2 separate regions of the Mus musculus genome follow, and region 1 is linked to region 2. The links are chromatin contacts, called in public Hi-C maps. All regions are on one chromosome and are shown on one strand. Each heading gives the region's core, a stretch centred on a gene start, on an enhancer-like site or on the middle of the called end of the contact. The rest is flanking DNA. Distances are from core to core; before and after follow the strand shown.

Region 1 (3,297 bases), core at 358-2,857, 530 kb before region 2:
GTATTTAAAAAAAAAAAAAAAAAAACAGAAAATGTAATTGGGGCTGGCTCACAGTTCAGACATTTAGTCCGTTATCTGCAGGGCAGGAAGCATGGTGGCATGGCATGCATGGTGGCATGTCATGCTGGCAGAAATGATTCTGGGGAAGAGCTGAGACTTCTATTATCTGAATCTACAGGCAACAGGAAGAGAGAGATTGCCACACTGGGCACAGCATGAGCGCCTAAGACCTCAAGGTCTGCCCCCAGTGACCACTTCTTCCAACAAGGCCTCACCTATTCCAGGTCATACTTCCTAATAGTGCTACTCCCTATGGGCTTATGGGGAAGGGGCATTTTCATTCAAACCACCACGATAAATCAGCAAACTTCTTGAAAGGGAGATGCCGTAGCCAATGTTTCTTACAACCCTTTCCAACAAGGTTGAGCTGAAGGTGCTCCCAGAAAATAGATGTTTCTTCTACTGGCTCCCATTCAGAAAGAGGAGTGTGAGATATGTGCCAAGGGTGGGGTACAACTGACTAGCACTATAGTTTGTCAAAAGTCACAGATATCAAATACTCTGTAAGTCACAGCATTAGAAAGAAACTATACTAACCCTCCCCAAAGTACCAGTACCCAAAACCAGAACAAGAAACAGCATGTAGAGAGCTTTTTTAAGGATACTTAAAAATGTCTATTTCATAACGGGTTCAAATATTTGAGTAGATGAATTGATGAATTCATGTTCCCCTGTGTACACGTACATACATCCTCACATAAACCCCTCTTATTATTAGGCCACTGGTGGTTTGTAGGTAAGGTTGTGATTTGGTACACAATAGGTAAGTCCACACGCAAATTTTGGCAAACAAAAGTCTAGCGACAGTCAGTCCTCCCTTACAGCTCAGTTTGTATTCAGGGTGAGCTTGGTGTTTTGCAAGATTACCTTTTGTGTTTTAAGACGTCGGGCCTTTTTGTGTTTCCTACAGTAGAAGATAAAGACTGTCAAGGAACTGTGTGAAATGGAAAAGCAATACGAATCTTTAAAAGCTTGCTTGTTTGATGATGGATATAGTGAGAAAGCATGGATAGGGTGCAAATGAGAAAGGAAAGATGGAGAAAAGCTGACTTCAAATTTCCTGGCGTGAGACCAGGCTAGATACCACATCCCTGAGCACTGCCCAGAGTCTGAGTGAAAGGTCAGCATGAGGGAGAAGCAATGGCTTCGTTTATACTGTTCAGTTTATGATGCTAACACATCTCCACCTCACCATATACACAAAAATTACCCCAGGAAGTACAAACTTAGGACTGAGACCCAGGCATATGGCAAACATGCATGCCAAAAAAGTGGTCAATGAGAGCTTAAGATGGCAGTAGGAGCTCTCACACATTGTACTTCTGACCTGGGCATTCTATATTTTCTAACGTTAGCATGCTGAGCGATTTATGAGCAGATTGCTGAAAACTAACACAGAAAGGAGAGAGATGGAACGAGCAAAGAAATGTAGTCACAAGAAACCTTATTTTTGTAATACTTTGCAGTCTCTGTTTATGAGACTCTCTGTTTAAACTTTGGCTCAGTTATTTTGTAAAAGAAAAACAGACACAACTGTCTGCTATCGGGAGAGATAACGCTGCAAGTTGGTAAAGACACAGAAAACTGAGTTATTATGTCTCCTCTATAAACATCATGGGGAGAATGTCTGGAAAGGGTAGTTTCATGTAAAATTTTCAGAAACATCTATCTATGATCAGCACATAATATCAAGCACTAGTTCGTTGACTTATAAAACACCTGTGTGATTGCTTCAAATTGTTTTCATAAGAACTATAACTAAAAGTAGAAGCAGAATTACTCACAAATTTTTATCAAATGTGTGATTCTTATCAAAAGTTTCCACGGACTTCAACTCAAGAAGAAAATAATTCCATGACAAGGTTAACCCTCTAAATATAAGACATAGACTGATAATTGAATGCTTTCTTTTCTTTTAAACCATTCTGGTTTACTTTCTGTGTCTCCTGACAGGTGTAACTGTGTAATCTTTTCATTCTATTTGGATACCTTCATTTGAAAACTTTTAATCATTTATATTTTGCAAAGTTTTAGCTGCTTTAAAATAAATAGAACCAGAAAAATCCCAGTTATAAAAAGTGAAGGACTGTAAAACTGTTTGCTCCTTGAATAGAATTTGTGACAGCATTCTCCACAGTTTTAAAGTCATTTGACAATTGAGGAACCAGTATTTGGCTTGCCAGACTCATTACAACTACAGTGAGAAGCACATGCTTTTTGATATTTTCAAAGTCATTTAACCTTAAAATAAGTTAGATTTTTTTTTGTGAGCTTCTGTTTTCCTTGGCAAGGAAATAAAAATTATATTTACATCTGAAGATGTGCCTGGGGTGTGTTTCATGGTGCTAGGATATCTGTGCTGTAGAATTATGAAAAGGATAAATATTTTACAAATGCCTAGAGAGCTTTAAAATATTTCAAGATGGCACTTACATTTTCCCCATGATTCATGAGGGATCCCATCAGTCGTTTTCTTTTGCTGACATCACCACTAAGTGGCAATACAAGATTCAGGATTTGCCTCTGAGACTGAAGGCTGGGTAGGGAAAATATAGTCACCCCCTGGTTACCTGGGATGGGTTACCACTGGCTGGTGGGCGCAAAGAGTGAACCGAAACATCTGCGAACATTAAAAGTTACTACAGAGAACAAACTGCCAGTATCTCAGAAGATGCTTCCTACCAGAACTGAAAGTAAACACTGGGCCTTATGTAAACTCACCATCAGTCCTGACTGATTTCCCAGCTAGAGCTGGGATGGGGCTCCTCTGCATCCCTTTCACTGTGAGAGGACCTCATGGAACTGACTCTTACCTTCACTGCATCCTGTAAGATTCTTCCCCCAAGAGGCAACAGACTCAGTGGTGTCAATGAATCTGGAAGAAGCTAAACTAGCCTTGCTCTTTAGCCACCGCTTTCCTTCTCTAAGGGCAGCTGGGGTAGAGGGAAGTGGGATCCTTTAAGAAATGTGCCTGTGTGGGATCATCCTGCTCTAGTAATAAGAACCCAGAATTCCACTTGACCGGACAGGCTGTCCACATCAATTTTATTAGAGCTCCTTTTTTTTTTGTTTTTTGTTTTTGTTTTTGTTTTTCTAGCTTTCCAGCCATCACAATCTTTTGTGTTGTTTCTCAGATCATTCATAAGCTAAGCTAAGCAGAGGGGTAAGGGATTTTAATCAATGGGAGACCACTTACCTGATCCCTAGTCTTTTTTCCCTTACTTCTTAGATCATTCA
Region 2 (3,308 bases), core at 98-2,597:
AGCCTGTGACTATGGGCAGGGCATCTACTATTTCATTATGTCACTCTGGAGCTATCTATTGTTGAGCTACATCTCAGCTAAATTGTCCCATTTGGCTTCAAATGGCTTTTCTGTCTCTCCCTAAAAAAGTTTAGAGAATTTTTTGGATGTGGTGTTACAAACTTGTCAGGTAGGAATTCAGCCTCAGCTACATAGTAAGTTTGAGGTCTGAGGTCAGCCCAGCCTGGGCTACCTGTCTCAAAACACAAACAGAAAATGTAATGACATCATCTCTCTATATATGTATATTAGAAAAATAAACAACATAAATGTTCCAATAACTGGAAGGATTAATTTTGTATGCTTTTGGGAGCAGGAACTAAATCATTCATTCATTCTCTACTTTATAACACCTGATGGGTATATGTAAAATAAAGTGGTTTCTTCTACAAATTAAGGTTTCCTGATGTCCACTGAGGAGTATAAAAAGATGCTCGTTAAATTTGACCCTGTTTCATGTATTTCTGTATGTTCAAATTTTGTACACACAATGTAAGTATGCTGTTTTCTTCTGCTGGAGATGCAGCCAATGGGAGTTGCTTCGAGGGGGCTTACTGTGTAGTCAATGTGGACTGGGGCTCACTGTGTAACTAGTTTTTAATATACCGAGTGTAGCTACAGTTTTTAATACACCGAGAGAAATGTTGACAGTGGTTTACATAAGTAGTCTTTTTTTGTCCTCTTCGGCTTTATTCTTTTGAAAATAGGGTCTCATACTCATATATCCCAAGAGGGTTTCAGTCTTATGTGGCTGAGAATGATCTAAACTTTTTGAAAAGTGTTATTGTAATTTAATTAATATGAACACACTGGATACCGTTCTGCCATTTTAAAATGGCATTATTTTTATGACTCCCTCCCCAATCCCCTGAAACCTTGAACTTCTGATCGTCCTCCACCTACTTCCCACATTTGTATAGTGGTGAAGATCAAACCCAGGGCTTCATGTAGGCTTCAGCAGTGAGTCTTGACCTTCCCCAAGATGCAAACCTTTAATACAGTTCATGGTGTGGCGACTCCCAACTATTTTGTAGCTACTTTATAATTGTTTAGTTTTGCTGCTGGGCAGTGTCTTAGATCCTAAGACTTCCGGAAACGCATGGTTTCTAATGGTCGTGACCCACAGGCTGTGAAGAGCAGCTCTGCAGTTACAGCTCAATCCCTACATTACCATTTCAGAAGTCAGTTCTCTCCTTCCAGGTGACTCTAAGAAATACTTCTACGGGCTGAGCCATCTTGCCAACCCTGTCTCAGTTGGTGGGGCTTGTCCTTGAGTCTTGCCTCAGATGTCCATGAGCTGAGATATCACTGGTGTTTGTATTTTATTTATTCTTGATATTGCATTTTTGTGGCTGAAACGTCATCAATTGACCAGACTCATTTCCCTCCAACAAGGTTGTTTTTTCCTGGGACCTTTAGGTTTGCTTGGTTTTTGGTCTATGTAGCCCTGGCTGGTCTAAGTCACCACAGACCACATTTGCTTACAAAGCTCAGAGATTCATTTATCTCTCTCTACCTGGGAGTGAAGGATTAAAGATGCCTGCAATAACCAGCATGTTGTCTTCACAAAATTCCTTAATAAAAGTTACCAAAATCCAGTACCTTCTCTGAATGTAATATCCCCAAGCTTGTCGGTGTGGACAACTGAACAAGTCTCACTAAAGTTGAGTCCAGATGAGGACACACCTCAGTGCTAAGGTATACGCTCTACCTTATATGTGAGGTCTTAGCTCCACCTGCAACAACCCAGATACCTTCCCCAATACTGTAATCACTACCTCGGGCCTACAACTCCATGTATCGAGGAAGCCATGGCAAGAGAATGTAGAGGCTGGCAAAAAATTCTAGGTTCGATTCTATGAGTGTGTGAGACCTGGTGTGGAGTTTAACTGTTCTCCCAATTAAACATTTGTATGCTTTATTTCCTGTTAAAATATTACCTCAATATTTCAAAATCAATGATGCTTATGGTGTTTGTCCTTAAAAATCAAACTAACAAAACACTGTTCTTCAAAGAGCCAGATTTGATTCCCAGCACCCACATGGCAGTTCACAACTATCTCTAGGGGATTTGACACTAATTTTTTTTTTTTCCTGGCCACTGCAAGCAGCAACATACCATTGCACAGAGATACCGGCAAGCAAAAGATGAAAATAAAATAAAAGTGGATTTCATTAGCCCAAGACATTGTAATTATGGGATCTACTTTTGGTAATCTTGAATAAATTTGGTAAGTTTTCTTGTTTTTTTTGTTTTTTAAATCACACAAGACATGCAGGTTATCTTTATTATACTAAATTAAAATTTTATTGAATAAAGAACACTTTCCCGAGCACATTGATTGGATGGGCTAGGTCTACATTACATGCAATGAAGCTGAACATGACAGTAGTTTAACATGGAATGTCAAACAAATTAGTTTCTCATTGTCCAAAAACTCCTTGTGTAGCTGGCGCGCAAGAGGAAACATGATAACTCGACATTTCAATCATCTGTGATGAGTTTTTTTAAGTCACTTGAAGAAACTGGTAGGTGTCTTTAGCTTACAGTTCAAATAAATTAGTTACATGTGCACTGCTGAAAACTCCTTCACCCCCTCTAGTATCTCAAAGAAAATCTTAGTGCAAACATCCAAGTTGCTCGTCAATCTAAAAGACTGTTAAACTCAGAATACAAGTTCTGAGTTAATGTGTAGTTAAGTAGGACAAAAATTACCAGATTACCAGTTACTACAAAGTTCCTTTAGGCTCACTTGATAGTCCACTCTAAGCAACCCTCTTCTAAGTCTCTCACATTAATGACTAAAGCCTGTTTACAGTACTAAAATTCTATCATTCAAGCATCAATGATTATATTTCAGAAAAAGGAAATCATTCATTTCAGTAATGGCTATTACTGCTACATTCTAAAAAAGAAAAAAAAATCATAATTAACAAAACCAGTATCCATAATAGGATACGTGGAAAAAATATTTTAGGGAAAAAGTGTGTGCTTTACACTTTTGCACGGCAGGAATTCTATAATGTAAACACCACGTTGGCCCACACCACAAAGATCCATGAGGAAGGTTCAAATTTGAACACTGTGTGAATTCGATTCAAATCTGTGAGTTTATACTGCCTCTGCTTGTACCAATAATGACAAAACACACGCTTACACACTTGCACACCCACACATAGACAGAAGCGATTGTTAAATATTGAGCATGGCTTGCCTCCCTGATGCTAACTCAAAAAAAAAAAAAAAAAAGACTTTCTCACTGTTTTAA

Evidence for each region. Hi-C and Micro-C count contacts between places; a contact is called where the count stands out from the background.
Region 1: a contact with region 2 is called in a Hi-C map of granulosa cells, with 2.8 times the contacts expected there. The contact joins two enhancer-like sites. A contact is called at or near these places in 3 of 484 Hi-C or Micro-C datasets (adipose-derived mesenchymal stem cells and granulosa cells).

Annotation. Positions count from the first base shown.
Region 1 is chr10:56,916,446-56,919,742 of GRCm38.p6, reverse strand. No RefSeq gene overlaps it. Among named protein-coding and RNA genes, the nearest start is that of Gm36769, 17 kb to the left of the region's middle. Within about 2 kb of position 1,607, at least 4 of the 459 cell types and tissues checked have an H3K27ac peak or open chromatin away from gene starts, as enhancers often do. A contact at or near this core is called in granulosa cells, where this site is marked.
Region 2 is chr10:56,389,435-56,392,742 of GRCm38.p6, reverse strand. Gja1 (gap junction protein, alpha 1) reads right to left here. Exons shown (of 2, transcript NM_010288.3): 2 at 2,324-3,308. Among named protein-coding and RNA genes, the nearest start is that of Gm36460, 4.0 kb to the left of the region's middle. Within about 2 kb of position 1,347, at least 3 of the 459 cell types and tissues checked have an H3K27ac peak or open chromatin away from gene starts, as enhancers often do. A contact at or near this core is called in granulosa cells, where this site is marked.